2 separate regions of the Astyanax mexicanus genome follow, and region 1 is linked to region 2. The links are chromatin contacts, called in public Hi-C maps. All regions are on one chromosome and are shown on one strand. Each heading gives the region's core, a stretch centred on a gene start, on an enhancer-like site or on the middle of the called end of the contact. The rest is flanking DNA. Distances are from core to core; before and after follow the strand shown. Region 1 holds the start of si:ch211-132p1.2 (proteinase-activated receptor 4). Region 2 overlaps rnf130 (ring finger protein 130).

Region 1 (2,934 bases), core at 158-2,657, 58 kb before region 2:
ACACAGTATTGGTGAGTGTGGGTTTGGGAGGCTGAATTATCTGTTCAGTGTGCATATAAGGTAAAATCTGCCTAAATCAAGTAAGTTCAAAGTGTTGCTCCAAACTGCAACAACGCAGTGACAGTGGATCAAAACCAGGAGAGCTGAATCATGCTTCTCGACCCCTATGAATAAACACTGCAAAACTACACTGCCAAAGATTACCCCTGAGGTCAAGCTGTATTTTAACTTAGAGATTAAACTTGAAAAATCAAACACTTTAAAACTTACTTTTTAATCATTTGAGGCTCAGTTTAAACATAGAAAATTAGAATAATACTATTTATTTTTTCATTTGTCATAGTTAATAAAGTTTTTACAGTTTTCTAACAGTTTATATTGGACTGCCTATTCATCTCCAGAAATATGGTTATGTCAGTTATCAAAGCACTTATGTTGATGTTATGTAACATTATTAACAATGTCCTACAGCAAAATATTTCCAAACCATTTACACCTTACATAACTTCATGTGAAGCCTCTTTAACCCTTTAAATGGCTGCTCACGTAGTGTACAGAACTGTTGGTTCTGTGTACTGTACACTGTTAAAATTATTCTTCTAAAAACATTTTTTAAAGGTTCCTTTAAGTTGTTAAAATTGTTTGATCCTTGAGGAACATTTAGAGGTTCTTCAATTTGAAAATGTGAAGGAGGAACCCTTTGAATTGCTTTAAGCAACCATCAGGAAAAAATATTGTTCTAAAACATTTTTTTAAAGGTTTAATACCTTTCCAGAACAGAACATTAAAAGAACATTTAGCAACTAAATACAAAACTGATGTTGCAGTAATGTTATTATAAAATAATTATAAAATAATAAAATAAATAAATACAAAATATACGTTCTAAGAACATTCATAAAACTAGATTGACACTTTATTAACTTTAATTGTAACTTTTAAAAAAACCTCTAATGCAAAGATAGGTTAGCTGGATTAAGGGTTTCCTCCTATACACTTTCAAACTGAAGAACCTTTAAAGGTTCCTTAGAACAGTGTACATTTTCAGTCCAATGCATTAAGCTAGTCCATGTCCTATTCTGGGATGAGCTGAAGACACTTACGGGCAGGTCCACCGGTGAAGTTTCTTGAAGCCTGAGATGAGGCCGTGCAGAGCGAGAGGAGAACCAGGAGAAGAACCAGGAGATTAGGACGAACAGATAGAGCAGTTCTGCTGAGAGAGAGCATCTCTGAAGTTCTAGAGAACGGGTCAGGGTTCCTGAAGGCTGAAGTCCAGTGCAATTTTCAGAAGGTCCGCTGAGAAACGTGAAACCTGTTTGATTTCCAGTCCTCTTATTCTGCTTTCAGGTCTGCTTCTGGAGTTTCAATGTGTGTGTGTGTATGTGTGTGTGCACTTTCGCATGCCTTCTCTCCGCCCTGCTTCCTTTCAGGGTATGAAACATGCAGTGTGTGTGTGTGTGTCTTTATCTAGTTTAATGGCACTATATTAGCCATTTTTGTATAGTATATATACAGCCATGGAAAAAATATTAGACCACTTAATACCAAATTGAAAACCTCTGGAATATAATCAAAAGGAAGATGGATGATCACAAGCCATCAAACCAAGCTGACCTGCTTGAATTATTGCACCAGGAGTGGCATAAAATTATCCAAAAGCAGTGTGTAAGACTGATGGAAGAGAACATGCTATTTTCTGCAAATAAATGCAATATTTACAAATATATTTACAAATATATAAATTACAATATTTTTATTTGGAATTTGGGAGAAATGTCCGTAATTTATAGAATAAAACAACAATGGTAATTTTACTGAAACATATATATATATATATATATATATAAATGATAAACAGAGTGATAAGAAACCTTAGGGACACTAACAGCTCAATGATATGTGCAGAACATCCTGTGGCCACATGTGTTGCCTCTCATGACAGGGTTTTCAACTGCTTATCCAAACACAGCAAATGTTTCCCAGGAATGTCCTTGTTCTGTCCCCTCTACAGATTTATCACCAATCAAGGATTTATGGGAGGAGCTGGGATGGCAGCTCCAGCAACCTATGAGTGTAGAGTAGGATCTACAGGCCCAGCTGCAACATCTGTTTATAAATGTGCTGCAGGATGTCATATGGAACCTGTATATCTTCATGGCCAACTGTATCTCATCTTGTATCCAGGCTACAGGCTCCAACAGTGTACTATAGGCTCTTTTCATTTGTACAGTTGTCCTCAATAAACTATCCTCTTATTATAATACTGTAATTTCTCTAATATATCATCATTACATTTCAATATATAAGTTGATGTGTGCGTATGCACTTTAATCAAAAATAGTTTAGAACACCAACTTACTTGTACTAGAAATATTCAGAATGTGCACCTCTGTAACCTAATAAATTATGGCAAAAAATTCCGCACACACACATACACACACATAACTGTGCTGTTCTGTGTGAATCAGGAAAAGGTAAATACGGCAGTTGTTAGCACAGTAAGAGAGTGTTGGTGGAAGGAAGTAGCTCATTAGGGTTATTTATTGCTAGTCGTCTATGAGGAAGTGAGACTGCACCCCTGGCGGGGGTGTTGATGGTCAGGGTAATGGAAGTGTGAAGCTGTGGTCATTTCCACTGGTCAGATCAGCTTTTCCACACATTAAAAAACATATCTAGAAGTGCTAATCATGTGTTCTCTGACACTGTGTTACACCGTTATTAATACATTTGGACTATACTATACTACGTAATGAATTATCGTATTTTTCCTACTATGAAGCGCACTTAATACCCTTTCATTTTGGCAACAATTATCAGTGCGCCTTATAATCCGGTGTGCTTTATGTATGAATTATACCAGTCATGTTATAAGGAGCAGTAAAGCCACTCCACTGAAGGATAGTGTTAAACAGGAGTTTCAGTGAAGTTTCACCA
Region 2 (2,803 bases), core at 160-2,659:
TTGTTCACTCCCCTGTTCACTCCCCCGTTTAGGATTCTCCTTACTCCCCCAATAACTCTCCCTGTTCACTACCCCTGGTCACTCTCCTTGTTCACACCCCCCCTCAGATTGTCAGATTCCTTCCACTGAAAAAAGTAGTCCCATCTGGTTGGAGTAAAGCACCCACTGTTGTTATGTATCAGCCAGTGGGGATTAAAATGGTACAAGCCTGGTAAAAAATGCTGTATTCAGATATAACACATTAAGTAGAACTTGTAATAGTTGAGGGTTTACGTGTATGTGTATGTGTGTGCTTGTGTTATGTTAGTAAATTCTGTTGGACTGTAGCTGTGACTCACTGCCCCTGCTGGACCTTCTCCGGTTATTTTTAGCGCCGCTTTCACCGACCTCCGGGCGGATTTACACCATCTTTCTCTCTCTCTCTTACACATACACACACACACACATGCCCACACAGAAAAAGACACTTTTATTCCTCCTCTTACGGCTCTAAGAGTTTTGAGCACCATCTGCTGCGTCTGCCTCGGTCACACAGCTGGACACCTGGACACTGACTTTCTAGGTCACCCCTCCAAAACTGTACTCAGAAACGTCCCCCTCCTGTATCACTAAACTCAAATCACTCTATTTAAATCACTCTGCTGCAATGACTCAAATCGCTTCTCTTAGATCAATTAGCTGAAGCAAATCTACTCAACTCAAATCACTCAACTCAAATCAGCCTACTAAAATCACTCAACTCTGTTATCTCAACTAAAACTAAAAAAATCTACAAAAATCATTCTACTCAATTCACTCTACTCGATTCACTTTACTGACTCAACTTGAATCTGTTAACTTAGAAAAATTAGCTAAAGCAAAATCTACTTAAATCACTCTTTTCAAATTACTGTACCTAAATCAGTCATATTAAATCAGTCTACTGAAGCGCTGGAACTGTGAGCTGGTGAAATGCATCATGGGATTGCCTTTGCCCAGATGGATACATCTTACGCTGCTTTAGAATTGGGGGAAAATAAGGAAACACATAAAACAAACGAAACACAGCTACTGTCCTAAAACAATGCCATTCCTAAATCACATTTAGATACTTGGGTCAACAACATGATACACTTATAAATATGAAGTTATGATATGATGATTAGAGAAATTAAGGATTTGGTTCTGTGGGTTGACATGTCTGAACCTTTGAACTCTATGTTTGATACTGGGCCTGGTTTAGGTCTGGGCAGAAACTGCAGTGATTATGGTTCAAAACACTGCTTTCTAGAAGTGAAAGCATATAAACCCTCCTCTCCTCTCTGCTGAGTCTTCCGTCGTGAGTTCCGCCAAGAGTTCCGCCAAGAGAGTTCGGTCTCACACCAGGGAGAGTACGAGCCTCCTCTTCTGCTCCCCCGGCCCGATCACCTCCATTATCTCCTCCACAGCAGCTCCAGATCCTTCAAAACAATCCCTGTCCAGAGGGATTAAACCAGGCTAAACATAATCTCCCCTCAGCTGCTGTTCTGCAGGGTTACCGTGGGGAATGCCTCAGAACTCCAGCGTTATTGCGTCGCTCTGTGGATTACGTAATCATTATTTACGATGTGAACAGTGAATTCCAGCCGGATGTTCGGAAACGGACAGCGCTTTGGCCTTCTTCATTCTTAGTTCAGTGTTAGAGTAAGCCCACTGCAGGCACTGCCCCCCCTAGTGTTCAGAGCTGAAACTGCTGTAGTGTTAGTATCACTGAGAACAGGTGGAATTTAATACAGGAGAATGAATGAATTTGAAAATATTATAGTTTATTACAGTTTATTCTAGGTATTAAGAAATGATCAGTATATGGAAGCATTGTGATTTTATGATTTGCAATACTTAACAGTAATTATTTAAAGTGAATCATTGTAATAATGAAAAAATAAATAATTAATAAATGGAATGTTTAGAGGCAAATCCTAACCATTTTCAGATCCCAATGCTCTAATTAGATAAACAAAAAAAACTTTAGATTTACTTAGATTTATATATATATATATATATATATATATATATATAATGGTGTGTTCGTATTGGCAGTTTAATTAAAATTTGATAAAAATTATAAAACAAATAATTTTATATACAGTGTATCGTCTTTCTTACACTGTATTGCATTAAATCACACTATATTCAATATATTTATCTCCTGTATCATAATTGTTTTTGTACGTCATTATTTTTGTTAATATTAGAGATTCACAGAATACTTGGCAACCAAAAAAGCTAATTGACATTTATTTCTTGGTTATGTAAATGTATTATTATAATAAATTATTTATTAATTTATAATTATCTATTGAATATGAACTTTTCACATTTAGTTGGAATATAAAAAATGCTATTTTTAATTATTGATTTTATTACCTTTATTACATTTTACTACTTATGTGCTTTTCTAATATTAAACACATTTTTAGAATACTTCTGAATGTATTTTTTGTACCATTAAAGGCTAACCTTCCTGTAACCATTTAAAAACATTGCTGATCATTCCTGTAACATTTGTATAACATAGTGTGAAAAGTGCCAACAAACAAACAGAGTAGGAAGTGGGCGGGGCTGGTTTACTATGGGACAATAAAGTGCACAGTTTTATCATCAACACTAAGCACTCAGCTGACTACTGACTTCCTCAGCACTGATAACTGACAGCCCCTGCATAAAAGAACAGCGTGATATCTGGAGAGTTTCAGCATGACCTCAGCCAGAGCTGTCAAACACACTTCAGAGTTATATTAACATGTATAATAATTTATTGTAACGTCTCAATAAACATGTTACA

Evidence for each region. Hi-C and Micro-C count contacts between places; a contact is called where the count stands out from the background.
Region 1: a contact with region 2 is called in a Hi-C map of blood, with 2.2 times the contacts expected there. The contact joins the promoter of si:ch211-132p1.2 here to the enhancer-like site in region 2. A contact is called at or near these places in 2 of 3 Hi-C or Micro-C datasets (blood and muscle).

Annotation. Positions count from the first base shown.
Region 1 is chr10:33,614,833-33,617,766 of AstMex3_surface, reverse strand. si:ch211-132p1.2 (proteinase-activated receptor 4) reads right to left here and starts at 1,407. Exons shown (of 3, transcript XM_022684027.2): 1 at 1,104-1,407. The coding sequence starts at 1,227. All of the region lies in intron 1 of rnf130 (ring finger protein 130), which reads left to right.
Region 2 is chr10:33,557,092-33,559,894 of AstMex3_surface, reverse strand. All of the region lies in intron 6 of rnf130 (ring finger protein 130), which reads left to right. Among protein-coding and RNA genes, the nearest start is that of LOC125804801, 11 kb to the left of the region's middle. Within about 2 kb of position 1,409, the one cell type or tissue checked has an H3K27ac peak away from gene starts, as active enhancers do.